Linked DNA regions of Mus musculus: all the other regions are linked to region 1. A link is a contact called in public Hi-C and HiCAR-type data. All regions are on one chromosome and are shown on one strand. Each heading gives the region's core, a stretch centred on a gene start, on an enhancer-like site or on the middle of the called end of the contact. The rest is flanking DNA. Distances are from core to core; before and after follow the strand shown. Region 1 overlaps Frem1 (Fras1 related extracellular matrix protein 1). Region 2 overlaps Nfib (nuclear factor I/B). Region 3 overlaps Nfib (nuclear factor I/B). Region 4 overlaps Nfib (nuclear factor I/B).

Region 1 (7,026 bases), core at 2,899-5,398:
ATCTCGGTCTTCTCTCTTTGGACTGGCAGTGGATAATTCTCACTCAGTCTACATTACCCAGTCAATCCAGGCCTATGGCCTAGAAGACTTGTCACAGAATTAACCTTCAGGGTCTCTGGGTGTGGATGAGTCTTTGGCACTATGAAGACTGTAGATACTTGGGGAGATGGTGTTGATGTCATCAATACACAGGCACTATGGTGTCTACTGAAAAATGTTTTTCTGGATTTGTTTCCTGAAAGTTTTGAAGAGTTACAAATTCTATATGCAGACACAACTGCTTTCTGTATTCCAGAGATGGAAATGGGGGAATAGGGAGAATGTGCTAGAACTAAAACAGATCTCTCCACCAGAGCGTTCCTCTAACTGTAAAGCTAGTCTAAGAGTTTGTTCCCTGTCTGAAGTTGTGGCAGCTCTCTGTTGGGTTTGGTAAAGCTTATTTTTCATCACAAATGTAAGATGTCCCTTGTGCAAACAAACAAACAAAAAAAACTTGTGTTAAACACTTACGGGGAAAGCATGTGGTTTTTGTCTTCAAATTTCCTTGACCCTTGGTCCCTCAGAGCAGAGAGGACAAGGAGGGTTTTATGAAGCAGCTGGCCCTGCCAGCAATGGAGAAGAGAAAACATGCCCAGTGTCTGGCTTCCAAGAGTTGTTTTGTGAAGACAATACAGTACTTACTGACTGCCACCAAATGATACACTGACCCAGATAAGTAACTCAAGCATGGATCAACAGGTTCTGTGTGGTTCTAAGAGTAACTATGAGTAACCAAGGGAAAAGCTGCTGGATGGAAGAATTAAAAATAACAGATAGACAGATGGATGGATGGATGGATAGATAGATAGATAGATAGATAGATAGATAGATAGATAGATAGACAGACAGATAGATATGGTGTGGCTGACTAATAGCAGGAGGCACACATGACCTTCATTCTGTGGGAAACCACACATGCTCAAGACTGTCACAATCTATAGTCCTCCTGTGAAGGGGACAAGGAGTGTATGTAGACAAAAGGACCTGCCATTACTCTCTATGGGGACTGACATGTCTGGGAAGAGTCTTACTAAATATACCTTAAGTTATCGTAAAATACGCAGAGCCTTCCTTAAAAATAAAATGTCTTCCCCTGTAATGTTTCAAAGCCTTCTGGTCTACCAAGTCAAAGACCTGCTTTTGATGATGCAAAATGTTTAATATATATGAACAAACCAGTATGGCCAGAGGCACAACAGGGGAACCAAAGTGCCCAGCGCTTGTGTAGCAAGACATTTTTAAAAACATTGACCACAACAAATCTTTATTGCTTTTGTAACTTTTGGGTTTATAAACATAACAACAAAATAAAAGCCACAACCCCACCTTCAGCCACCTGGGTTTGGGAGGATCCTAATATGGCTTAGTATGTTTCATGTTTCCTCTTTCATGCCACCGTGACTACGGGAGCTGCTCTTCCCAGGAGATCATCACGAAATTCACAGCCCGAATTCCACCAGCCTTGAAGTGCTGAAAGTCTCAGCATACAATTTTCAGATCCGAATTCGTTAAAATGCTTTTATAGTCATCTACAACAAATCCAGAAAACATAAACACGCTTTTTTTTGCATGCATATGCGTGTAGGGTGTGTGTGCATGCTTATTTACAAATGTGAGAGCATGTTTGTGTGCTCATGTGTGTATGTATGTCCATCTGGTGGCTAGAGGGTGACTTTGAGTGTCTTCCTTGATTACTCTATTTTCCAATGGCAAGGGCTCCCTTGTTGAACACGGAGCTAGCTAGTTCAGCTAATCTGGCTAGCCAGCTTGCCCCAGGGATATCATCTCTGACACAGCCTTACCCAATCCACCACCCTTAAGTATCTAGTCCACTTATTGAGTCTGGTGGTCTTCAGCCTTAGTGGAACAATATACAGGCTAAAGATAATCACTTGCATAATTTTTATAGTGAACTATTTCAGCTTTTCTTCTCAACACTTTGGCATTTGGGCAAAGGCATGTGGGAAAGGTCTTTGGCATTTGTAAAAACCTAGGATTCTGTTTATGTAGTTCATTAAACACAGCAAATCTTTCCGTGGTGCTGACGTTAAATTTGCCATGTAATTTTGGGGTCATTTTTAGTGTTTTCCTTGTGCTTCTGTCATGGTTCATGCATAGTGCTGTGTGCAAGAATGGGCATTGGGTGGGAAGGTGTGGTATGTCCCTTCATAAAGCTAATATTGTAAGGAAATTCAGACAGGGGACATCATAAAGCTGGGTGGAGGTTTGTGATGGAAAGGAAACCTTGGCCCTTGTCTCTGTATTTGTTAGGATAGGGTGAACAAGACAGGCTTCGGCAGAAATCAACAGATAAGGACTCCAAGCGATCTCTGGGTTGAGGAGTTCACTATTGTTGAGCCAGGAAAGCCCTGTGTAGCATAGGGAGAGAAGTCCTTGTGTAACGCTACGTTGGTGATTCAGGTGGATCAGCTGGACAAGGCAGCGCCCCGTATCACACACTTGCACTCCCCTACTCAAGTGGGGCTCTTGAAAAATGGCTGCTATGGGATTTACATCACTTCCCGTGTGCTGAAGGCATCAGACCCTGACACAGAGGATGACCAGATCATCTTTAAGATTTTACGAGGCCCATTGTACGGACGTCTGGAGAACACAACAACAGGTACTTTCCATCTTTTTTGGGGGGGCGGGTGTACTTTCCATCTCAGTCCTTGTAAGTCCTCATTTTAAACTACTAGTTGCTGGCAGAGCTAAAGAGGAACTCAGGTAAGTGTAGGTAGGCCCGTTTGGTGAGTGCTCCCTAGGGCTTGCTGATAGACTCAGTTTATAAATCAATGTTGTTGCTAATAGGGGTTTGAAGCTGAATCTTCTAAATTCATCTTCATAAGGAGAAACAGCTCCTGACACACAGTAGCTGAACTCTTCACTGACTTGTTATTTTGTTTTATTTTCATGTTGTGTTTTATTCAGAACACAGTGCCAGGGTGAGATTGATATTTGAGATTAATTTCTTTCTCCTAGTATGAATCCCCAATTATATCATCTGCTTTTTTAAAAATATGGTTTTTCCCCTAATAGCTTTGCTAAATTTTATATTAGCTCTGCTTCAGGAAGGCAATGATCACAACAACTCATTAAACAGGATGGCAGAGGCGACAGGTTTTATTAACTCCCCATTCCCTTTCTCTTTAGTTTAGGATTATAAGGCAAGTATCTCCAAAGCAAAGCAAACTTAAAGAGGAATTTGAGTCAATCTTATTTGTATCTGAGCATGGGTGCAACAATGCTAATTTTCTTTAAATGGACTTTGGCTTTTTTTTCTCTCTCTTTAAAACAAGGTCTCAGGTAGCGGCTGGCCTCAAATTTGATATGTAGTAGAACACAGCCTTTAACTTTGGATCATCCTTTCTCTTTATTTCAAGTGTTAGCGTTCCAGGTGTATGCCTCCATACAGGGTTTTGGGTGTGTTCTATGCATGCTAGGCAAGTACTACCGCCTGAATAGAACCCCCAGCCCGGCACTCTATTCCTTAAATCTGTTTGAAACAAAACAGCTGTGTGGTTTTTTAATTCTCAAGTGATGTTTGATTTGATTATCCATGAGAGATCCATCTATTTCTTGCTTGTAGGTGAATTCATCCACGAGCGATTTAGCCAGAAGGACTTAAGCCATAAGACCATCCTTTACATCATAAACCCTTCTTTGCAAGTGACTTCCGATATCCTGGAATTTCAGGCCATGGACCCCACAGGGAACACTGCCACTCCCCAGAGGTAACTTTCCATTATTCACTGGCTCTGCATGTCACGTTTATCCGATTAAGAACGTGAAATAATCTTTTCCATACCAGGTCTTTCACTGTTTATAGGGTAAATGTTTACAGGGTAAACCTTTACAATTAATAGGGTAAATTGATGGACTATTTCATAGGCTCATGCAATTTATTTTGGAGAGGGGATTTCTGTTGTATCATTTCTAGATGATGGAGAAACCAGTAGTTCCCAGATTATAAAGGCACTAAAAGGCTCAGCAAACAGCACCCTTTTTATCACGGTTGTAAATGCATCGCCTTTCACACCCTGGGAAGTGACTGTTGGAGGCCTTTCAGGACTGAGCTCAAAGCCTGTGTGTGTTCGTATTGCAGCCAGAGGTCACTCTAGGACTGTGTTAGTCACGACTGGCTTCTGAGCCATGGTGGGTGGGGACGGAGGTGGGGGTGGGATGAAGTAGAAAGAAGCAGCCAAATATATTCTTTCTTACAAAAAAGAAAGAAAGAAAACACTTGCCTCTGTAAGTTAACAAGCCTTATAGGCAAGAAGAAGATAGTATAAACAAAAATAGAGTAGAGGGGATATTAAGTGATATTTATAAACACAAATATATATGATGTAGGATAGTGGCCATAACAAGAACAAATCTGTGATATTAACAAGATTAACAGAGCAGGATAATTTCAGTGACTGTGCCTCCTTCCCAGATGCTTCTGGATATAGACCTTGAATAATTTACTGGCTGACAGATGGTCACAATGAGGTCCATCCGTCCATTTCTCCTGCTGCATTCGTTTTCGTTATTTACTGCCTTTCCCAGACGCCTCAGAGAACATTTAATTCGTTCTAAATTTTGTGTTCACCATATCCAAGACATAAATAATAGCATAAACGAGCACAGCCCTACTATGCTCCCTCTATGTCGAATTGTGAACGGGAAGAGAAACTGAGAAAATGTTCTCAGGGCTGGATTTTCCGTGTCCTCATTCTGTAGTGTAGTTTCACCACTCGCCACCAGAGAGTGCTACAGCCATTGCTAGCAAACCCAGACATCCTGTCTCAGAAATGCGTTCTGATGCGGCTTCTTTTGCCTGTTCAAGTGCAGTCCCTCAGCCTGGTTTATTAAATAACCCCACAGACGATGTTGGTCCCGTGGTTACCATATGCCAGGCGCACAGCACTGGGTGTTAGGGATCAGGTACGAACAAGGAAGACCAGGTATCTGGACTTAAAATCCTGAAGCTATAAACACCCATTAAACTGCCTCTGCCTAAGGGAACTGATTCCTGGAGATCACGGGCTAAAGATTAGATAGCGATAACTTACCTTAAGAGAAAAGAAGAAGAAGGAGAAGGAGAAGAAGAAGAAGAAGAGAAGAAGAAGAAGAAGAAGAAGAAGAAGAAGAAGAAGAAGAAGAAGAAGAAGAAGAAGGAAGAAGGAAGAAGGAAGAAGGAAGAAGGAAGAAGGAAGAAGGAAGAGGAAGAGGAAGAAGAAGAAGAAGAAGAAGGAAAGAAAGGAAGAAAAGAAAAGAAAAGAAAAGACGTTATTTTCAAGAAAAATAGTTGACTACATTCTAAAACTGTTAACAAATTGACTTCACTCAGCCTTATAGTCGTTTAAAAATGGTTCTACTGAAATGCAGTGTTGCTCAGTTCTGCCCCTGAGTGAGTACAAACCTTTGGCCCTCCGCAAGCCAGCCAGCATGGTGTGAGTGACAGAATTTACCCCCAGCAATGATACTAGCTTTCGCCACACTTGAACCCTTTACAAGCCTTGTTGTTAGTCACAGTCGAGTCATTATCACGTGGTTAACAGCGCTATGGCTTCTGAGGAGACTGGTTGAGATTGGCATAGGCATCCTTGTACAGAGATCTCTTTCCATAGGCTCATGCTGGAGATGACGCTATCATCTGGAGATGGCTCAAACCCGTGAAGAAAGATGCCCGCGGACAGATAATTCAAAAATAACTCAGATTTGGGCCCAGCATCCTGTCTGTTACTTCCTTTTGAGGGGGCTCATGGAAGTAAACATTGCTCTGCGTTGTCTCGGTATTTGAGCGGAATAGTTGTGCCCAAGCAGACACGGATTTTGGTTTGGTTTTCTTTCCTGAAACTAAACACACATTTTTCTGATAACAAACAGGGTGCGGGTTTAGCCCGGAACACCTGAGTTTACTTCCCTATCCAACTCTTTTTTATTTTTTTTTAATTTAAATTTTTTTTTCCCAGAGTTGAGGATTGAACCCAGAGCCTTGCGCTTGCTAGGCAAATGCTTTATCACTGAGCTAAATCCCCAACATACACCCCCTGCCCCCGTATCCAACTCTTAAGAGCTGTCTTCTGAACACACACACGCACACGCACACTAAGGGGACAAGAGAGGGAGGCTTTAAAACAAATAAACAAACAAAATTCTAAATAGTGTTTTGTCGTCACAAAACAACCAGTCAGAGCCTACTTACACACACAATATGAACCATAGGCATTTAGAATTTCATGATTTTTAGCTCTACTTAATGTTATTTATTCACTAAAACCGTCATAATTTAGAACTTGCAGGCAAGGAAACAGAGGCACAGAGCTGGAGGAGGCTTACACACGCGTGCAGCTGGTTAGTATGGTAGCTGGGACTCGGCCCTTATTAGCCCATGTGGCCTGCCACCCTGCTCTGCCCCCTTCATCCTTCCTTAATGCTAGCTAAGCCTTTCTTTCCCAGTAGGTATTGGCCACCCAAGCTACAAGAGACATATTTTCCCATGAAGAACTTTAAGGCTTACCCGTTTTTGTGTGTGTGTGGAATCGTGAAAAGCAACTGTCAACGTTCGTGTGGTCTCCATATCTCCTTCCCGGGGGATATAGTGGGGATAATTATCCTTGGATCTGGAGTTGAACAGGCCTGCACTTAGTGATTGCTCACAACAGCTTTCTCATATGTACAATAGGGAACTATTATAGTTACTTTAGATAAATACATGAGGTCCCACAAATGGAAGCATCTTGGGGTCCTTACTACTAGTAGTAATTCCCCTGAGTATCTATGTTAATTCAATTGACCGTTTGAAGAAGTATCCTGAACCATTTGGTAGATGAAAGCCTATCTGTAATTAGATATTGATTTTAGGGTTATTCACAAAGCAAACAATCCATGTGGTTATTCGCAGTAAGCTAAACAGTGTGCTTTCTTTTTGTGCTTTCTGTGCATTCTTAGTTCTGAGGGATTGATAGATGCTCTATTTCATCAAACATAGGAAAGTTT
Region 2 (7,147 bases), core at 1,001-3,500, 530 kb after region 1:
CCCACTTTCCTTGTTCCTGTGAGAACAGAAATCCATGTATGACCTGGTGAAAGGTGGTGGACATAGACCAGCTGACCAGTGGCTCTCACTCGGCCTGATTTAACTGCACTACCGCTGGGGAGGAGACATGAGTGTTTTAAGTCAGAATGGGTAGAATACTCGTCATGGCTTTACACATCTGTCATTTATCCACACTGCTGCCCTTTCAGGCATAGGTATCCATTTTATATGTGCGGCACTGTCCTGTGTACTTGACAGTACATGAAGTGTACAACTTCTAGAACCTCGGGTTCTCTTTGAGGTTAGAAAATATAGCCATTTTGTCAGTAGGTTTGTCTGACAGGTCCCCAAACTCTTGAGTGTTTTTGTAAAGCAACGTCCTCCTTGCCAAGTCCTTCCTCCCAGATCTGAATCCTTGTGCAGGAGGCGAGCAACCATCATTTGGTGAATGATTGATGGATAGATTATTGTTTTGGAATTTGGAAACTCCCAAGGAAAAAAATGACAAGGTAGCAGAATCTCTGCCTAAAACCTCACGAAAGTAAATCACAGTGGCTCAAGCTTCAAGAGTGTTAGTCGGCAGGAAAGCCAGAGACGCCTTTCTCTTGAACACATTGACTTTATCAGTCTGTGTTTTAGTGGCCCGTCGGCACATGGTTGTGATATTTACCATCCTGACTACTAATTTAGAAAAGACTAAGGGTGCCTAAATGTCTTATGTGGAGAGTCATTCATAGTCATGATGAGAAATTGTCCTGCTGTATACATTTTCATGGAGGGGCTGGAGACATAGATCAATGGTTAAGAGGACAGGCTAGTCTTACTAGAGCACTCAGGTTCAATTCCTGGCACCCACATGCCAGCCCATAACTGTCTGTAAGTCCAGGTTCTGTTGCTACTCTTCTGGCCTCCATAGGTACCAGGCATGTGTGTGGTATGCATACATGCATATAGACAAAACACTCATGTACATGAAATAAACAAATCTTAAGAAATTTTAGGGGAATGCTGGAGAACAAAGAGTACGCATAATGCACCCTTGGAAAGGGCTCAGGAAGTCTCAGTGAGTAAAGCTGATTGCGTTGTGACCTTGGTTTGGATCCTAAGCATCCAGCTCCAAGCTGGGCATGGCTCGCACCTGTCATCACAATGCCAGAAGGCAGACTCAAGGAGGATCTTCAAGGCTTGTAGGAGAGCCAGTGTAGCCGTAGAGGAAAGTTCCTGCATCAGTGAGAGACCCTGCCTCCCCAGACTGAGATGAAAAGCTATCGAGGAAGACACCTGATGCCTGTCTCTGGCCTGCACACGTTGGTGCTCAGATGAGCACACATGCATGGACGTGTGTACATACGCAGTATTGCATTAGAGAGATGCTAGGCCTTCCCCCATTACAATGGGGATGGAAAGGAAAGCAGTGTGGGGCCATATAGTTAAAGGTAGAAACGCAGGATACATAGTGACAAATCACAATAAATGGAATGAGTGCCACCACTCTGTCAGCTCCATGGAACTCATCCTTTACCTCTGAATTCTGGCAGCACAGGTGGTTGCTGGATTCAACCGAAGCTACCTCATCACTGCCAATGATTACAGGATAGCACATGGGGCCTAAGGTGTCTCACAGCCCGAGCTTAAACTTGTGGAACTCCCTAAAAGAAAAGCCCAATGGTCTCATTATTGCAACATTTGACATCTGGGCACACAGCATTTTAGCTGGATTTCAGTTTTGAGAGGGGAGGGGTGGTGTGCAGAGACAGAGGTAGAGACAGTAGACATTTTTTCTGGGGCTAGTTCCTTTATTTGTCCTTTACAATTTTTTTTTATATATTCCTAGCATGAAGAAATCAATGCATCTTAGTTTCACACAGCCCCCCTCTACTTCCTGCTTCTTCCTTCATTTCCTCATTCCTTTCCTTCTTGCCTTTGTCCCTCCCCCCTTTCTCACTGCCCCCTTAGTCAGCTCCTGTGCCTTGCAGAGATGAAAGGATTCTGGGTTTTATTTCACTTTTCTCAATTAGGTGGGATTTGTAATATAGACAGTTCCTCAAATTCAAGGTGTTTGCTGGAGAAAAGCAAAAAAAAAAAAGGGGGGGATTCTTTACAATGTTATTTGAATGATATAAAAGGACCACAGCCTCTAAAAGAGAAGCCAATTGATCTTGCCTGCGTTTTCTAAACACGAATACTGGGTTGGGGCTCAGAGTACAGGCACATTTCACCACTGCAAATGGCAACTGGCCCGTGCATGGGCTTCCACAGTAAAGTGTGATCAAGAGGATTTCATTTTACCTTCTCACACAGATCTAAATGAGCTGCTTTAATTAGCGGAAGGCATTGAGGGTTCACCTGTGACAGGGATGGAATTTGGAACCAGATCCCTGTGTTCGCGTTTCTAACTTGTAGCCTTCAAATAATGCTTTGTGGTTTCTCAAGCAGCTTTAGGGAGCAAAACAAAACAGTACGTTGTGGTACCATCTCTTATCCGTGTGGGAAATGCCCTTGGGCTCTGTGACAGTCTGCATCCCTGCCCAGCCGCAGTGGCCTTTGCCCTGGCCAGGCACAGGCCGGCGACATTTCAGGAGGCCGCTTGGCAGCCATTTTAGATCTGCCCGCGCAGAGCCCTGGCTGCCAAGAGCTGCAGCCACTCCGTGCCAAGACACTCTTGGCAGTGGAGATAAACTTTGTAGAGATACACAGTCCAGAAATATCTTATAATTACAAAGCACAGGGGGCAGAATGTTTTTACAATACAGCTGTGCTAATGTAAACATTTAATTTGGCAGCCTTCTCCACCCACTTTTCAATTAACCGGGTTTATGCAGATACTTTAGCTCTGTAATAAACTTTATTGCTACTTCTCTTAGAGTACAGTTTATGAAACACAGATTTGAGGGGCTTGGGGGGGGGGCGCTGTCCATCCATTTAGGAAAGCACACTGTGGATGTTAGGTTGCCATGAAGGGGAAGTGTAGCTTTCTGTCTCGAAAATGCCACAGTCCTGGCTTGACTCAAAGAATTGCTTTGGGGGAAAAATGTGGGGGCTGTCTCCTTTGGCTCCCAAAGCATGCAAGAAGATATTAATAGAAAGAGGTAAAATCGCTTATGTAGCTGCATAAAGACACTCGTGTTGGTGATCATTAAACAGGGTAAATGTCCCCTGCAATGCATGAGACGGCTTCAGAGACAAATTCCCGATAACAGTTCTTACAGATATAATTATAATAATTGTGTGATCGCCGTGATAATTATTCTTATAGACTGAAAGAAATAATTTTCTATCTAGAGTAGCGTTCAACTGTTCTGCTCACAAAGACAGTCAATAGATCTTTTTTAGCTAACCTAAAAAAATTGTAGAGGTCATGGGGGGTTTTCCAGCTAAATTTAGAATTAATTGACTTTGTAAAAAAAGACCCCCTCCAAATAAGGAATATGACATCATAGTCAACGAGGTGTCTTTGCAGTGATTTGCTTATACAGTTCTCCAAAATTAGGGAAAGCCGTGCATACATACATACTCATGCCATACATACCAATGCATGTTCTTTTAAAACAGATTTTAAAATGTATGATTTCCTGTATTACTGCTTGGAAACTTTGTCTTGGTTATGATCTTTTTCTTTTTAATTTTTTTCTGTTCTTTAGATTTATATGTATCAGTGTTTTACATGTATGCGAGCATATGCGAGTGCGTGTGCGCATGCGTGTGTGTGTGTGTGTGTGTGTGTGTGTGTGTGTGTGTGTGTGTGTGTGTAATTATGTGTATGAGCCACAGGCATGCGTAATACCTGTGGAGGTCAGAAGACCATTGGATCCCCTGGTTCTGGGGTTGTGCACGGTTGTGAGCCACCATGGGGAAGCAAACCTGAGTCCTCTGCAAGAGCAGCCAGTGCCCTTGGCCACTTCCCCACCCCTGGTTATGATTGTTTTTTAAGGTAGCGTTTTTTTTTTTTTTTGTTTTTCTTTTTCTTAATGGTGGGTGTAGTAATAGGAAACCAGTTTTTATGGTGTTTTCTCTTAGGACTTTTTAAGAGTCTTTCATTTAGTCTTTCTCCAGGTCCTAGACCACATGATCGTGTTTTAACTTGAGATAATTACTAATTTGATTCTCTAACCTCCCAACTAGCCCATAGATTCTTCCCCACTGAAGATGGTAGAGGGCAGTGAGTGTTAAGCTACTCTTCGCACATCCTGTCTCACTAGTACAGCTTCCGTGCAGCTCTCTCATTGGCCGTCTCGTTGATTCGTCACCTTTACCCGTGATGCTTTGCAGACGGAAACCAGCACTTGTGGTCTGTTGCTTGTGGTCCCAACGATGTGTTAGTAGCTGAAAACAGTGAACAGATGGGAAGTTCTGATGTGCTTTGGATCTCTTTGGGGATAATGTCAATTTATTTTTAAAATATATGAAGTCTACTTATTTTTAACCTTATAATTTGTTTTTCAGAGACAGGGTCTTACTATGTAACTGGCCCAACAAACTATGTAGACCAGGCTGGCCTCATACAGGAATCTATCTGCTCTGCTTCTGGAGTGCTAGGGCTAAAGGTGTATGCTACCACACCCAGCCTTACTTACAAGCTTTAAGCCAAACCATTTATTTTTCCCAAGTGACTAGCTTTAATAACTATGGAAAGGAATGATATATGGAAGGAACATTGTTGGTTTTCAATTCTCTAAAAATAAACAAATGGCCAAATGCATTAGATGTATTTCTGTCTGTTGCTGAGGACTGAACCCATGGCTTCATGCATGCTACCCAGTCGGTGTAGCTCTAAGCAGTTCTCCAGCCCCAGCATCTCACTACTGGGTGTTAATTGTTTGTGTAAGCTGGTAGGTAGCTCATTATTATCTTTCTTTTAAATTGTTTTGTCTTTCCTAAGGGAATGGATGCTTTTCATCCCATTTCTCCATGGATAGGATATTTAAGATAACGCCCTTTCTGCAATGTAAACAGATGCCCCAGACTGTAAAAGATATGTTAGGATATGGTCAGTGACAACTATGGAGGGAAACGGCACATGTACAACCAGCCCTAACACAGTGTTAAAGCCTTATATTAGAATGGGAGGGAAGTGATGTGGACCCTGCAGGGTGGTCTCATTAGGTGGATGCAAAAAGAGGGCCAGGAAGAATATACCAGATGAAGGGAATCAAGCACTTTAAAGATGAAATTGGAGTTTGTCTGACGTCAGAGTAAGGACATTTCAGTAATGAAAGCCATATGGGTACAGAGCATGGAGACCTGCAATTAGCAAAACAAGGGGGAGGAGCCTTAGAAGGTAAGAGCTGGGCCAACACCTGGAAGTAGGGCTTTGAGGTGAGGGGTTTCCAGCAAGTCTTTCTGGTTCATCTGGTTCGCTGAAATGGGAGAGAGTGGGCAAAAGGTCCTGCTGGAATAAGGACAATAAGGACTTTGTCATTCAAATGAGAGCAGGGTTAGCTATAGAGGATTGGGAATCGCAGACAATGAGTAGTAGAATTTAGCAAAGTGGAGCTGGTTGAGTTTGCCCTGGGGTTACAGGCAGGAAGGAACCAGGAGGTGGGCCTCATGGAAGGATTTTCTTAGGCAGTGATAGTACCAAAGGGTCCCACAGTAGAGAAAGAGCCATCCACTTTAGAGAGAGGCACCACAAAACTTCTCTTACATAGACAATGGAACTGGTCCCCAAAGACAAAAGGATGGACCTTTGATGGTTCCAGATATATGGAGTCTGAAGTCAGTTAGGACACCCTGTGGCTGATGGGACAAGCGGTGGTGGTGGTCAGGCATCCCTGGGCTCTGATGCCGGGTGGAAGATTAATTTTGATCCTTCCTTATGAGGTGGAGCTCAGGTAGTGTTTGAATATTCCCTTTTTATTTTGCTTCTCAGTGTTACTTCAGAACAGCGTCAAGCATACTAGGTCCTCATTTATTTTTTTATATTAACTTTTTTTTTTTGAGGGAGAAAATTCTTCAAGGATGAAAGTTCTGTGGGATGTTTCTTTTTCCAGTTTGAGAGAGAGAGAGAGAGAGAGAGAGAGAGAGAGAGAGAGAGAGGTGTTTGCAATATCTTTTCAATTTAATTTTATTATTTGCTGTTGTGTTTAAAGAAGCAGAAGCTACTCTGAAATTTAGGTGTGAATTTTGGAGAAGACATGAACAGTTTCATAAAAAAATGAAACAAAATGTGCCCAACCACTGAGTGCACCCCGGGGAGTAAACCCTGCCCTCAGGTCCCTGATTCACCCTGTTAGTAGCAGCCAGTGAGGCTCAGTTTACTGGCACAGCCTCCTCTGCCCTTCCTCTCCGTGTGAGTCCCAACCTTAGCAGGCAAAGGCTCAGAAGCCTTGGGATGAAGCTACATCATCCCACAGTTGAGCCAGCTAATGCCTAAGTACAAACAGTAGCCGGCAGTAAGTGGGTGTGGCCCTGCAGCTTCCTGGAGTGTCTTACAGGGGTTTGTCTTTGTTTGTAGATGTCTGGGTCCTGCAAATGGACTCCCGTCTTTGTTCAGTATGCAACTTTGACTACGTAATTTTCTTTGAGTTAAAAAAATAAACCAGTGGAAGGCTTGCTAGTTAAAGATCACACACACACACACACACACACACACACACACACACAGCCTTCAGAAGCAAATGTTTGTGGGCATAACCAGACTCCACAACATTTTTTTCTTTAAACTCTCTTTAGCCCTTGTCATCTTAAGATGTGCCTTATGCCTTACCACTTCCCTGGGAAATACGACTCACAGGAGCAAATTACGTTTCTGAGAGAGTCCAGGAGGATCCTAGTTAAGTAGATTAGGGTCTGGCATTCCTTTTAGCTTCATCAGTCATTTACAGCAGAGGATGGACACTGTAGCCGTCTGCGACTTGCCAATTAGCTGGGCTTTCCCCGCTGTTTCTGGTTTGGCAGGGATGAGGTGGTTCACCCTGCTGCACTGCTGCCTGCCAAGGACACATGGCCAGCTCCCTGCTTCCTGTCTTCCTCTTTGTGTCCTGGCCTTGCCTTCCAGACAGCTGCCAGGTTATGGTTGCCAAAAACCTTCCTTCCTTCAGAAAGGTCAAGTAACCTCAAATCACCTTTGCCAATATTTGTGTTTTCTTTTTAATCCTTCTGTGCTCAAGTTGGAGAAAACTGTAGCACTGAGTGGAACTTAGGGTCA
Region 3 (7,595 bases), core at 1,508-4,007, 610 kb after region 1:
TGTTTTCTGTGTTCTGCAGTCATCTCAACTCGAACTCCACCTCCGCCCTCACCGTTGCCATTTCCGACGCAAGCTATCCTTCCTCCGGCACCTTCCAGCTACTTCTCTCATCCAACAATCAGATATCCTCCTCACCTGAATCCTCAGGATACTCTGAAGAACTACGTACCTTCTTATGACCCATCCAGTCCTCAAACGAGCCAGGTAAAAATAAGAGAAAACAAGATAGATAGAACCTGAGGGGCGTGGGGCAGGTCTACTTCCTTCCAAGTGAGAGCTTAGCCAGGCGGTGTGCCTCATGGGCCATCAAGCCTCACAATCTGTCTTCAGAAAGCTTCTTGTCAACTCGATAAGGGTTTTTTGTTTGTTTGTTTGTTTTGTTTTGTTTTGTTTTGTTTTATTGAAAGGGTGGCTGAATGACAGGTAGGAAGGGCATTGCCCCAAAGGGATACATTCATGAAGAAGTTTGGGGTTTAATGTTTTTGGGTTTTCATTGGAAGAAAGTTTATGCAGAATGTTCATTGCCAAAAAACCTCTGAGCTCGAGTTTGCACCTTGGAAATACCTGGTTTGACATAGAGACAAAGTGCTTATTTCAGGCAGGAGCAAGGTATGTGCTAAAATAAACACCCACAAAAGAGCTTACAGCTGTATTTACAGGCCAGTTATTCGGCATTAACATCAGCTTTGGTAATGTAAACATTTTTCAGCAGCCTTTGATGACTCCTTGACTCTTTACAGAGACGTGACTTATATTTAATAAAATGACATTTCTAGCTCTGTCTGTCTGTCTGTCTCTGTCTCGCTCTCTCTGTCTCAACATCATATAGTGGTTTTAGGAAATCATTGTGTAAGTATAGTAACTTATTGTGCATTTCTCAGTTTAGATGCATGGTTTCTTCTGTGATAGGATGTTGCGTAGGCTTCTGCGCAGGGTGATTTTTCAGCCAGCTAGAAGATCTTTGTGCCAGTAATGAGTCTATTCATAGTTACAGTATCCAGGTCTCTGTTGTAATTTTGATCTTATGTCTAGTATTTTTTTCTGTTTCATCTATAAAAAGAAAGAAAGAAAGAAAGAAAGAAAGAAAGAAAGAAAGAGAGAAAAAATGAAAGAAGAAAAAAAAACCTTGCTCATTTACAACAACTTTTACGACTTTGGGAAATCTATAGAACATTTTACTATACCACTGTTAAGCTGTACTAAGATTAGAGTATATGAGTATATGTGTATTAAATATAAAGCTCAGGGAAAAAACCTTTTTGTATTAGTTTGTTAAATAAAGCAGAATGATCCTTTCTGGATGCTTTGATTTTAAACATAAAATACTGCACCCCTTGTGTGGCTTAGAAAGTTACCTTTGCTTTTAGTTTTACTAATTAATTATAAAATCAAATATTAACATTTTGGAGTTAAACACATGTATTTGTGCCTTTAAAAAAAGTCCACATGACGTACTGATGATGAGACTGCAGACAATTAAGGAAGTGGGGGAAGACCTTGGGATGCCAGTTTAGAAACGAAATTTGCTCCCAGAGTATGGATTCAAAAGTCTGTTTCATAGTGTATTTTGCTAGACTCAGCTGGGAACAGTGCACACAAGGTCTGATTTTAATTTGTTTAGAATTTCCATGAATAACAAAGTCTAATTAAGACATCCATTAAAAGTCCTTAACGTTAATTCAGTGTGGAAAATCTTAGAGTTCCATTGGATTTTTTTTTTCTTAAACTGATGTCTTAATTAGGCACTGTTAGGGGGAAAATTATGCAAATTAAAATCAGGCCCTTAGTGTTACGCATTTCTTTAATTATTCAGTACTTGTTTTACATATATTTCGATTTCTGTATAAGTTAAGAGTGCATATTAGGTGATAATCTGCCTCTTTTGTCTCAGTTTTTTTCCTCTATGTTTTCAAAGTAAAGATGCAGCTTCTAGGAGAGCATCCTGCCCCCCTCTCTGTTGGAAGCCAACAGTTAGAAGAAAACCCGTGAGAGTTTGATATACTGGGAGAGACGATAACTAGGCTAGCCCACTGCTGGTGCTGTCCATCTTCAGATTGTAGCTTCACAGGTTTAAATGGGTGTGAACCTGAAGAGTGGAAGGTCCTTTGACCCTGGTGTTTTAGAGACGACTGCATGGGCTTAGGCACTCTTTGTCCCTTTTCTTACTTTTGGATGGGAGAGCACCTGTCTGTTCCTGTAGACAGAGTGTACCCTGCACAAACTTAGCATCAGTGATGGCGTGTGTTGAGATTCTAGCTATTTGACTTCTGTTTCAGGTAGGTATGGACTGTTTTGGTGAACAACATGCAGAAACACTTTTGCAGTTGATTGCATCACTCGTGCAAGAGAGAGAGGGACAGACAGAGGGAGAGGGAGAGGGAGAGGGAGAGGGAGAGAGAGAGAGAGAGAGAGTGAGAGAGAGAGAGAGAGAGAGAGAGAGAGAGAGAGAGAGCTTTCTTCTTTCCAAGGACATACACAAAGCAGTCATTTATAATTTTTATAATCTTCCCATAGCCAGAAGTTGATCTTGTCACAAAAATGGGTCTTTATAGTGAATGGCAGAATTTTTTTTTAAAAGAATGTTATACCCATTTTGATGGTTAATTTTAAACTTAAAGCCAGTTGATTTGTGTTTCGGGGTAAGACTGTTGCTCTGCCCCTTTCCAATGCTGGAAATGCAGTGTGAGCAACAGTTCTCAAACCCTGTCGTCAGCTGCTGCTTTTCAGGGCCATGCTGATCTGGACTCTTACGCAAGGAGATGCCTTCTCCTCCCAACAGCCATCTGGAGATTAATTCCATTAGTGCTGCACCAATTATAGTTAGACAGTCATGCTATTCAGTGGAATATTTTGAACAAGATATAATTCTCCCATAGGTTTCCACAGAGAAAAACTCCAGTTTATTTTCCCAACATAAAGTTAAATACTTAAGAGTGCCCATGATGAATTGTCAGGATATTCAGAGTTAATTTTTAAAAATAAAAAGGAAGAAGTAACCCCTCTGTAACCTGCCCAAACTCAATCCATACCTCTAAGTCAATATATTCAAGCGCTATTATCTATCTTTCTCTAAAGAAATAGTCAGTTATGGTGTTTATGTTGATATTTAGACATGTCGTGTTTCGTTGATTTCTTTATTTTGCAAAGTTGGGATTATAAAGAACATACACTTGGGGAGAATACGCGCCAGGAAATTGTTAGAAAGACCATGCAGTGAAGTGTGAGTATAAATAACACTGGCACTCTCTACCTGGAATAATATATTCCAGGCTTTCTAATGTACCCAAAATCAATGTTTTTGTCTCCTACCAAAAAAAAATTATTGAGTGGTTAAAATTCAAGTAATCATGTATTTAAATTGTGAAACTGGAGAGAGCATTTTCTTCATTAATTCCCACCAATGTCTATGTAACTCTTCGTGCCCAGCAAAGTGAGCCACAAAGGGCAGTGTGCATTCGATGCTCCTTGTGTCCACTTTGGGACATCAGAGACATTCCTTTGAGGATATTTTATTCTGAAGCATAATGCCTGACTTACTTTCACATTTTATAACTGAGTTTGCAACTGAAATCTTAGATGCTTTAAATTTCATTCTGTTTGCTTGCATCAGCAAATCATTGAAAGTAGACTGGACACCTTGGAGTCTAAATTACCTGAAATATATGTCCTGTAATACCTGTGTGCAAGAGAGAGGAAGCTGGAATTTTTACATGCATAGGAAATGACTGTACGTGATGGAAACTACATAGTGTTGGACATGTTTCCTATTTCTTGACGTTCTTGTGTCCCTTATTGTCCATCGTTCAGTAGGAGAACATTGTACCAAGAGGGAAACCGAGAAGGAGGAGCAGAACGTTGGATTGCTGGGTTCTTACTGCAGAGAATTCAGTAAGGAATTCCACTGTAGCTTTACCTCAGCACCAGGCTCCGTGTGTGTTTTCCAGCCTACTACATGAGAGGGTCAGGTCAACTGGACTCTTAGGGGTGCTGTAAAGAGGAAGTCACCTGTGCAAAGTGCAACGATGATCAAACCCTTCTTTAAGTACTGTGTGTGCTGCTGCTTACTATTAAACATTGATCAGCTCCCAGCGCAGGCCTGAGAGGGCCTGTATGGCGACTCTCTACCCTGTGCAGAATCCCCGAGTGTATACTGAGAGGAGTTGCTGGACAGGATGACTGTCTTTTGGATTGCTTCACCCGGCGTTCTGTTTTTGTTTTGTAGCCTAACAGCAGTGGTCAAGTAGTAGGGAAAGTGCCTGGCCATTTCACACCTGTCTTGGCACCCTCTCCCCATCCCAGTGCAGTGCGACCTGTGACCCTGACCATGACAGATACTAAACCCATCACTACATCCACTGAAGGTGAGGCAGCTTCACCTACAGCAACCAGTAAGTATTTCTGTAGGAAATGAGAAATGTCCATCGAAGGCACCATTGGATATATGATCCAAGGTGGCAAACACAGGGACGTTCTGGCTACCTGACCAGATGGAGATTTCTCATTTAAGTGGAGCTAGCAGGCATGTATGTGGCCCAGCTGTCACATGCTCTCTCTTATCAAATTTCTATTAACACATCATATTTGACAGGAGAGAAGCATTGTTGTTTTTGAGTAACAGCTATAATAAAAGTGATAAACCCATGCCTGCTTGTTCAAGGTAGACATTGAACTTACACCAACAACACAGCACAATACACCAAGGTTTTTACATCCCCCAAAGAGAGATTAGATAATTATTACTTATTGGAGCATTTCTAGAAACCAAGCCCCTCCCCCAAGCGAAAGGAGTTAGTGTCTCCAGAAGACAATTACATGTTTACCTCAGTGTAGGTTATGTCTCTGCGAGAAGTAGTTAGCCATTGTGCTGCACAGGCAAGGACACTGAAGTTTAGGATAAGGTATGTGTAAGGTACCCACACTTACATGATCGACAATGTTTTCTTTAAATCTTTTGGTTATTTTGGCTATCATATTACAATCATACTGAGTTTTGTTGGCATGGCCATAGCACTGTAAATGTCAGACTTAGGCAGTATCCTTACAGAACACACATTGTAAATGTCAGACTTAGGCAGTATACTTCTGTAGCACACATCAGTAAGCCAAGTGACTCCTCCACTTCATCATGTAGAATATTCGGAATTATATACGGAATAGATTTCCTAATGGCTTCACCTAAACTTCCAGCTTCTCAGAGGGCGCTGGTACGCACCGATTGGCAAATGGTGAGATTCCATCTGAGAGGCACTAGCATGTTCCTTCCCTGTGATGGGTGCCTTATATCCCAATGATTTTTCTTGCATAGAGCAAGGGCATTCTTTGTGCTCTGGGAACTCCCTTATGGGATTATACCGTCAGAGACACCACTGGCTCTTAGTCTCTTTCCCTTCTCTCTCAGCCATCAGAAAAACATTCATTTTTATTTTTTAAAATGACTTCTAGAAACTTTTCAAAGAAAAAAAAGGATAACATATTTTTTCACCTTAGGAGCACAGTCCATACTCATCATTTATTTAGCAGAATTCACGAGCCCTTTCAAACTGGGAAGTGGAGATAGGCTTGGAGTGCACCTTACCTCATCAGTGGTGCTTGGAAATTAGCCCACTGGCAAAGAGTCCCACCCCAGTAAGCACTTCTCTGAATGCAAAGATGGATGAGACTTTTCTTTTAAATACTTTCTGTGTATAGTACAATCACTAAGACACTATATGTATGTTTTAAAAGCAAGCATCAGGCTTCTTTGACCTAAGTGCGACAGTTTAAACAAAAGCACATAAAAATGATTTTTAAAAAAACTATCTCAGGATAAGTGATTAATACCAAAGTTCCAGAAACTTATGGCGCTGCCTACTTTGATGTGAAAACCATACCTGAAGTTCAGTGGGGGCTCCCAGCCCAGGTAACCCACAGTCCTTTGACTGGTGCCTTCAGCTTGTTTGATAATGAATTGCTTGTATACTCATGCAGAGGTTGGTCCAAAAGAGATTTGATTTGCCTAGTAAAATTTCTAAAACATCCAAAAGAAATCTCTAGATTATATAAACATGGTTTTGTTTTCACTCCAAAGTTAGAGACCAAGGAAGCCTGTTTACATGATTGGGGAAAACAAACAACAACAAAACAAAACAAACAAAAAATCAAAAGATGAGCCCATATATGGTGCTCACAACGTAAGAGCAAAAGGCTTCTCTCCTTATCCTCCAGCCTGTACATTGAAATCTCGGGGTGTGCTGGTGAAAGTGAAACACTGGGCGCTGATGGCCAGCACCCCTTATTTAGCAGTGATTAGAACATAACCTGAGAGCATCCTCCATGTTTTAAAAACTTGACCTGAAAAGCATCAAGGTCAATGGTGCACTTTTAAGAGAACACGCAGCACTAATATATTGATCTTTAAAAGCTAGCCTTTTTAAAATCCGTGTCTGAATTCCTAATTAATATAATGGTTTTAAACCTTTCAGACCTCCTAGTGTGTGACATATGTTACAAAATCAGTTGTTTCTGTTTACTCTGAGATGATGGAGCAGTGGGCTTAATTCTTCTTTTCCTTGTAAAAGATAGATTTAGAAATGAGAATTTTCTGTGGGAAGTTCACACCACCAGAAAAAAAAAAAGTAATTGGAAACTAAGTTACAGCGACGTCAAGAACAGTCCCCTGCATCTGCTCTACCTAGAGCTCAAGTGCAGGAAAGGTCATGTGCTCCTCACTGGCCAATCACAAGCACTTTGTAGGGGTTTTTGGTTTTGGTTTTGGTTTTTTTTTTACCGGTACAGATAATGAAGGATTTTTTCTTTCTTTGTCAAAAAATTTTCTACCGCCCTTGAGGACATTTCTCCCACTAAATAGAAGATGGAGCTAAGTCATTCTCTGTGCTGCAGTCCAACTGTGTTCCTCTTTTAGAAAAGTATTAGTAATTTTTCTTTTTTTAGTTCCACATCTGCTTAACCCTGTCTCTAAAAGCTACTACATTCCCTGACAATCTCTGCCTACTTTTACATTAAGAATCACAGGTAGCTATCATTGATTGATCCATTAGACATAGGAGAAAAGTGTATCTATCAAAAAGGACTCCAGAGTAGCCAGGCCTCAGCATCTAGACAGTAATATAGCCATAGCACACACTGAGAGACATCCACACCGAAAGATAGGTTGTGATTTATTGCGTAGACTTTTTTTAAAGGGGGGGGAAATAGTTGATTTGAATTCAATTACCGTTTCTTTCCCATTACTTGCTGGTCACTGAGATGAAAGAGAAGAGAAATGGAGAAACCCTTTTGGTAGTAAATCCCACTTCTCTGGGTTTCTTATACATGGACAGGGTGTTCGTTCTGACAGTTCACAATTTTTATCTTTGTTTTTGTTCTTCCTTAATCAGCCTACACAGCCTCAGGCACATCTCAAGCCAATCGATATGTGGGACTAAGCCCAAGAGACCCATCCTTCCTGCATCAGCAACAGGTGGGCACGTTTCCCCCAGGTGGAATGGGGAAGCCACGCTTTGCTTCGGCGCTTTTCTCCATGTTGCCTCTCAGATCTGGACTCAGGATGGGGCTCACGGGGCTTCTGAGACCAAAATTGATCATTTTGTTTTCCA
Region 4 (7,052 bases), core at 328-2,827, 550 kb after region 1:
AGGAGAATGTAACTTTTAACACACATAAGAAGGGGAGGGGCAGGGTGAGAAAGGCTGCCCCAGTGGGGCGTGTGACACTGTGGACATGAAGGATGCACCCTGGCAAATAAGCAGATTCTCGGGGAAGAGACACTGGTCTTTATTCTACTGGACAGAAGTTTAGCAGTAGAGGCAATGAAGGTGAGGGGTGACATTTTGCAGACATTGTAGCCAAACATGATAAGGCTCCTGTTTAAAGTCCATGGCTTCTAGTGTGAGGCTGCCCTGCCACTCACCTGCGTAGGACAGCTGCAGTCTTTTCCCTTCTTGCTGTTTCTAGAGTCTCTTGTTGGACAGTTTGTACGTGTTAAGGAGCTCCAGAGAGGAAATCGAAAAACTATGGAGAGTCTGGCCTCTGAGTCTGACCCTGTAAGTAGGAATCTCAACAGGTTAGACTCCCTTGGAAAGGTAAACTCTTAGGTAACCTATGTACTAGACAAGAGGTGAGCTCAAAGCTGAAACAGCAGGGGCAGTAACAAAACGAAACAGTTTTAACACTTCATTGCAATTGTTACACTCTTAGTTTGAAAAGTGGCCAGTGTGGCCTTCTCTTTGAAAGGAACAACAACAACAACAACAACAACAATAACAGCAGCAGCAGCAACAACAGCAACAATAATAACAGCAACAACACTCTTCTCTTAATTTATAAATGTCAGTCTTGCCTCAATTCCACAAAAAAAAAGTAAGAGAAAAGATCTTGGAGAAGAGAACTGGCTTCTGGCTGCAGGAGAAGCTAGCCAGTGCAGTCAGATCTTTCCAGTTTCTTTTCCTCCATTTTGTGAAGTAAGAATCATGGTGAAGGTCATTGTGAGAATCACAAAAATAACCGTGCTGTTTTCATGAAATTTACTGTAGAGCAAAGGGAAAAAAGGGAAATAGGATAGAGGGATTATATTCTTCTTCACCATTAAGTCTGACCTAGGAAGCAGGAGTCAAAGGCAGAAATGAATAACCAAGTTTTATACAGGCATAGACTAGCAGGGTGTTCCGACCTTTAGGATTGAAGAGCAGTTGTAGTATGTTAACCACTTTCCTGGCATAACCACGTAGCTTGATCAACAACAAAAGGAGTCTGCTTTTCTGCTTAATTTAATCCCTTCCTTGCTTCAAGTATAAGGGCAAGGTTTTGAGGAAGAGACTTATGAGTTTATAGCAGTTGGTGACACCACCAGTACCACGTTTTGTTGAGATTCACTATTGTGCTCAAAATTGCCTTTTTGTAGGCAAGCAGTGAAGGCTGCTGAATCTGTGCCATCCATTTCTCTGGCATATACTGCAAGCCTAGTGTGTTCACGCCATGAACGGCCCCAGGAAGACAAAGAGGTAGACAGGCTCTCTGCCCCTTCTTTCCTAGTGTGGTGTAGCTATGGAGACAAAACCTATGTGCTAGAGCCAATAAAAGATTTCATAGCAACTCTCTGCCAGTAAGTGTGTAAGAACCCAGGCCAGATGACGCAGATAAATGCAGAGGGTTCATGGAGGTAGAGGATCAAGCCAAACACAGTACCGTAAATGGGTTAGGGCAGGCACACTGGCTGACAGTGCCTGTCCTCTGAGCCCTTTCTGTGGTGTTGGTAAGGAATGACATAGGACAGAGCTGCTCTGAAATGAAGGTGGCCGTCCCTTCCACCTTATCTAAGAGCCTGCCTGTATCTCGCAGATGGAGATTAAATTGATCCAACAATTTGCTCTCCGCAAAGCCATGTTGGTTTTCTACCTAGTAATTTATGCTTTTCCTGGTGTTTGCAAATCGATTGCTATTATGGGATGCAGGCAGAACTGGGCCGGGATCCAGTAGGTTGGGGGATTACTGGAGTGGATAGCTGAACCTGCCTGTGAAAACCCAGACGAGACGGCTCTTGTTTCTCTGTCTTTTACTCTCTGAAGAAATGCATAGTCTTGGGTTTTTTTAAAAGCATTCTTAATTATTTTTAGATTGTATCTTTTAAGGGACAGTATCTGCTTTATTTCAGATTTCTACTATCTGGCCTTGCTATTTGCCTAACCTTCAAACGGTTTTAGTGGCTTTGTGGCCAGACCTCTCATTGCAGGAAAACCTTCCTCCACCCTCAAAGCATTATGGGCCAGTAATTGTTCCCTTTGAGAAGAAATATGTATAGACATTTATCTAGGTTGGTGAATAAAATGTTCCTATGGAACAGCTTGGGAAAGTATACTTTATTTAAACACTTCACCTCATTGTTGTACCTTAAAAAAATTTTTTTAAAGTTCTACTAAGTATTGTGAAATTCTTTCATAACAAATTAAAAAGAAAACATATTCTGTGATTTCTTTACAGATTCTGGACAATCAGGAAGTCCAAGCCACAGTGATCCTGCCAAGAATCCTCCAGGTAAATATGTGTCCCCGGACGTGTGCACCCTGACATTGTTGGAGAACAAAGGGGCCCTGTATAGATCAACAGCCATAATTGGTCAGCTGCCTGTCTTGTTCTGGCAGGCAGTCGGATTGGGACAAGATGTGATTGTGTGGAGGCCTCTGCAACAGCGGGAACGGCTTCTCACCGCAGCCATCTTTGTTCACCTGAGCCGCGAGATCTTATTTATTTGTTTATTTATTTGTTTATTTATTTATTTATTGTATCCTTAGAAACTGATTCAAACACATGCTTAGCTTTATGTTTTAGGCATTTGAAAAGCTAAACACCTTTTAATCATTTTTAAAATAAACATTCCCTGCCCCCAGAGTACCCCCAAACAAAAATCTGGTAATTTCTGTTCTTTTATAGTTTACCCACTATGTTTTAAGAAAGTTTCTACTGAATGGTTATGTTTTTATAAAGTGGTTTTTGCAGGACTTTTGATTCCCGGTCTTCAGTGTAAGGTGCGTCTGGTCTTTAGTTTCAGACCTGAGCCTGACTGCATGCATTTTAGCTATACTGGGGAGTTCCACTCTCTCAACATGCAGCATGCGACTTTGGATTTATAAGAAGTTTTTTGTTTTTGTTTTTGTTTTTTTGTTTTCCATGAGAAAATCATGTAAAATTAGCATAAAGAATAATTTCAAATTTCCATTATCATAAAATTTTAATTGTATCTGTGATTTTGTTAAAAGAATGTTCTAAAGATATTCTTAACAAAACAAAACAGAAAAAAGCAAAACACAATAAACCCCAAATAGCCACACCTCCCCTCAGTCTCTCCAAAAAAACCCCTCACCTGCCATTTCATTAGAATAAACCACACAGTGCAAAAAGTCAGAACTGAAGTTTCTCAGGCCCTCAATTGCTTCGAAATCCTGATGCCTGGCTAATAAAAAGTTGAAATACCTCAAGTATTCCCAAATGTCAGGAAAATAGACTATTTGCTCATAATATTACTAGAGAGACATGGCTATACATATTTTCAGTAAAATCCAAAATCCAAAAAAATTTCTTCCTTTTGAAACTTACATCCATGTTTTTCTTAGAAAATTTACTTTTCTACATACACTTTAAGTAATATTCTTCTTAAAATTATATTGTTTAGAAAATATTGTATACTCTGATGATGAAAATACTAATTCAATGTTATATACTCCAAAGGTAAACGTATTAATCTAATACACATTATATTCTCCGACAATAAAAAGCACTAGTATATTTTAAATTTACACTGAATTGATTTTAGTTGGTAAACTTTCTAATGCTACAAACTGTGAGCAGAGCATAAAATATTTAAATTAAAAAAAAAAACTTTAAAACCCTCTACACAGTTTACAAAAAAAGAAAGGAAGGAAAGGAAAGGAAAGGAAAGGAAAGGAAAGGAAAGGAAAGGAAAGGAAAGGAAAGGAAAGGAAAGGGAGGAAAATATCTTCAGGAGAAAAGGGCTGGTAAGCCTTAAAAGCCAGACTAAACAAAGGCTGTGCTATTTGCATCTGAACAACTTGATTGGAATTAATGAAGTAGTGAATAAGAAGTGCTTTTCTGAGCATGTGCAGAGTCTCACCCAAGTGTTGTTTGCTCTGAGCATGCGCAGAAGTTCACCCAAATGTTGTTTGCTGGAGCTGGGCAGAGCCAGGCAGGTGACCTTTGTGTGCTTATGTAATGGCAGGATTGCATTTTTAGTATTTGTCTAGAAGGTTGGTTAAATTTTACTTTTGCTGCATACCACATAGTCTCCTAAATTTTCTGCTTTTGTAAAGCAAATTGAAACTAGGTAGAACACATTATTTTCTCCCACTTTTATGTTTCCTTGGGGGAAATTTAATTTTGATAACTGTCAAAAGTTAAGATGTTAGAATACAATTGAACTAGTTTAAATTAAAATTGGAATTTTCTTTGACCATTAAGGAACATCCATCATTTAGCATGCTTTTTGCATATCATCATATGCATATTATTATAGATCTTAGTAAGGAATTTTCATTTTGTTTTGAAATGACATTTCTTAACATTATAAGAATTAAGTTCTTGATAAGAGCAAAAATACATTCTGCAATATTTTGAAATAAACCAGGCTTTTGGAAGTAAGTAATAGTTTTCAACTTTAAATACAAGAGACCTGAATTTATCAAAGTTCTTGTCTTGTAGTCAGCCAGAATAAACCTTATCAGCAACCTAGGCATTGGTGGCTCAGAACTGTCCTAGGACACTAACTGTCTTCTTTTCTTAGTTCTGTCTGAACTTGGTTGAACTATAAAATCTTCACACAGAGATTTAACATCTCAGGAGGTGCAAGAAGTCTGTTTATTGGAAAATTCCGACTAGCGCCACATTCGTGGATACTGATCATCCCCTTGCTTCCACGAGAAGCTGGGCTTCTGCAGGTGGTGGCTTCCATTGCCTGTGTGTTGCTGCAGGATTTCCACTAAGAGATATGGAAATCATAGGGTTAGCCACTGTTTATGACAGTGCGTGGTTCCCAGCAACTTAGAAAAAGGTGTCACAGCAGCTCATGGAATCTGTTCCTGACCATTGACATGAAGGTGGTCTCCCACTCAGTGCTCTCATGTATCTGTTGACCGTCTGCCGCCTTCTCCACTCTGCTTGGCTATCTGACAGAGGTTCTACTACCTTCCTGATTCTGAACTTCTGTTTTGTAATATACAGTATTTTTAAATATTTACTTTCTAAAAAAATAGTTAATATACAACTAATTGGTTTTATTAGGGCAGTTTCACACATGTCATTATACTTTGTTCTTCATCCCTGCCTTCCCCCCATCCCCCTTTCCACTCTTGCTAACCCTGGTGTCCTTCACACTGGACTATGTACCTTGACAGGTTGCTTTGTAGCTATATTCCTTGCTCTGTGGTCTTTTAGCTTTCCCAACTGAATCACCTGCTTACTTCAGGGTGGGAGGAAATCAAGAGAAAACAGGAATCTGGAAGATTAATTTGGGCTTTGTTCCAAGTTGATGTGTCAGTTTGTAGTTCAAGAAGGCTGCAGTTTGGTGGAATCCTTGGTTGGTAGAGCAGTAAAGAAATGTTGAATCCTAAATTTTCAGATGTAACTTTTTAAAGTGTTTCACATTTCATTAGCCAGAATTTTCTATTTTGGAATGAATGGGTGTACAGTTTAATAGCCTTTCTTTTTTGCCAGAGTGTGTACTTTGTTGGTGTGTGTATGTGTGTGTATGTTTATGTGTGTGTTGATATTTCATGTGTGTTGACATTATATCATTATATGAGCCTTGGAGCCATATCTTGTGTGACCTTAAGTCAGCCACCTTGAATCTCTTCTCCATAGCAAGGATAGACATGACTAATTAAATCACATGAAGAATCTCTGTCAGCTGCAGTAATGGAGTTGTGAATGCTTTCGTGTAAGAAATTGTTTGAGTCATACAAATTTGCAAGTTGTTCATTCCCCAAAGGTATTTTGTAGATTCCCCCCATTGAAGTCATTACAGGAGAGCCACAAATCTTACAAGAACCATTTAGTACTGCCTGAGAAGATAGCTCAGCATCTGAATTGATACTAGGCACCTTCTGGGATCACTGGGGCCCATGTTCCCCTAACCTTTCACTCTGTGTTTTAAGCCTTGGATTTTGGAGTGTACACAACACTCTCTAATAGCTGTTGAGATCCTAAAGCACTTCTCTTTGCTATTCTCATGAACAGATCGTTTTTTAGACTCCCACTACCTAAGAAAAAGGAGCCTTCCTTTGATTAAAATTAGAATGCACTGTTTAAAAGTTCATACTTATTCGTTTTCATATCCTCATTTATTTCTGCCAGTCAAGTCTTTTAAATGGGTGAAAATATATTGTTTAATAATACTGATGAATAGCATTAAACTTTGGTATAGTGTAATGTTCAACAAGCTATAAACAAGCTTTCTGTTCACAAAAGAATAGCGAGAAAGACCCTGAAATGAACAGTTAGCAGCAGTTAATACCTGAAGATAGGGAAAGCTTTTAAGTAATTTAAAAATTAGATCTGTGCCAGTCAAAAATCAAAGGATTTTTTTTTCTTGGATTTGCTTCAGAAACATATTTCATTTTCTTCTCACTTATTTGGAAACATGACACTTAATAAAGTCTTTACATATTTAAAAGTAGTTCAGGATTGAGGACAAAGAACAAGCAGATGAGGGAAGTGTTTATTCACAATATATTCTGAAAAATCCCAAAAAAGGTCTAGCCCCCAACTACTAAGTTTTATAGGCTACATTCTGGGCTTTCAGACGTAACCCACTCTTCAAAAGTTGGTGTGCACAGCAGTTGGCACCAAGCCAAGCCTATACTATGAAGTTGGTCTGGTTGCTTGTAATAGTTAATTTTCTAAAAGAAAGATAATTTAGAGCTATCCCATGAGACCCCAAGAGAAGGAGAGCTCTCTCTGGTTCTACATTCACTCAATCACTTATTTTATCAGGCACAAATAATATCAGTTACCACCAGCTATCAAGTTCAGGATTAAATATTACACTCTCAACAATGAGGTTCTTGGTTTGAGTGGGCTAAAACAAGGAGTGGAAGCCTTCATCTTCCCTTGGGAATTTGGGAATATATATCATTCCACACTGAGTGAGTATCCTTAGCAACTCAAGAATTTCTGAACTGGC

The links. Hi-C and Micro-C count contacts between places; a contact is called where the count stands out from the background. HiCAR-type assays count read pairs that join an accessible place to other places.
Region 2: a contact with region 1 is called in a Hi-C map of cerebellar granule neurons, with 2.5 times the contacts expected there. The contact joins two enhancer-like sites. A contact is called at or near these places in 2 of 484 Hi-C or Micro-C datasets (cerebellar granule neurons and cerebellum).
Region 3: a contact with region 1 is called in a Hi-C map of cerebellar granule neurons, with 4 times the contacts expected there. The contact joins two enhancer-like sites. A contact is called at or near these places in 3 of 484 Hi-C or Micro-C datasets (cerebellar granule neurons and neural progenitor cells) and 1 of 115 datasets of contacts at active chromatin or transcription factors (astrocytes).
Region 4: a contact with region 1 is called in a HiCAR-type map of astrocytes, with 2.6 times the contacts expected there. The contact joins two enhancer-like sites. A contact is called at or near these places in 1 of 484 Hi-C or Micro-C datasets (cerebellum) and 1 of 115 datasets of contacts at active chromatin or transcription factors (astrocytes).

What each region holds. Positions count from the first base shown.
Region 1 is chr4:82,931,608-82,938,633 of GRCm38.p6, reverse strand. Frem1 (Fras1 related extracellular matrix protein 1) reads left to right here. Exons shown (of 37, transcript NM_001198811.2): 26 at 2,461-2,662; 27 at 3,629-3,773. Gm33260 (a long non-coding RNA gene) reads right to left here. Exons shown (of 3, transcript XR_390683.3): 2 at 6,548-6,650; 3 at 1,365-1,568. Among named protein-coding and RNA genes, the nearest start is that of Gm33260, 11 kb to the right of the region's middle. Within about 2 kb of position 4,148, at least 58 of the 459 cell types and tissues checked have an H3K27ac peak or open chromatin away from gene starts, as enhancers often do. A contact at or near this core is called in astrocytes, cerebellar granule neurons and cerebellum, where this site is marked.
Region 2 is chr4:82,399,949-82,407,095 of GRCm38.p6, reverse strand. All of the region lies in intron 2 of Nfib (nuclear factor I/B), which reads left to right. Among named protein-coding and RNA genes, the nearest start is that of Nfib, 100 kb to the left of the region's middle. Within about 2 kb of position 2,250, at least 82 of the 459 cell types and tissues checked have an H3K27ac peak or open chromatin away from gene starts, as enhancers often do. A contact at or near this core is called in cerebellar granule neurons and cerebellum, where this site is marked.
Region 3 is chr4:82,320,338-82,327,932 of GRCm38.p6, reverse strand. Nfib (nuclear factor I/B) reads left to right here. Exons shown (of 12, transcript NM_001113209.2): 8 at 20-204; 9 at 4,223-4,388; 10 at 7,377-7,459. Among named protein-coding and RNA genes, the nearest start is that of Nfib, 180 kb to the left of the region's middle. Within about 2 kb of position 2,757, at least 10 of the 459 cell types and tissues checked have an H3K27ac peak or open chromatin away from gene starts, as enhancers often do. A contact at or near this core is called in cerebellar granule neurons, where this site is marked.
Region 4 is chr4:82,378,951-82,386,002 of GRCm38.p6, reverse strand. Nfib (nuclear factor I/B) reads left to right here. Exons shown (of 12, transcript NM_001113209.2): 3 at 2,342-2,395. Among named protein-coding and RNA genes, the nearest start is that of Nfib, 120 kb to the left of the region's middle. Within about 2 kb of position 1,577, at least 88 of the 459 cell types and tissues checked have an H3K27ac peak or open chromatin away from gene starts, as enhancers often do. A contact at or near this core is called in astrocytes and cerebellum, where this site is marked.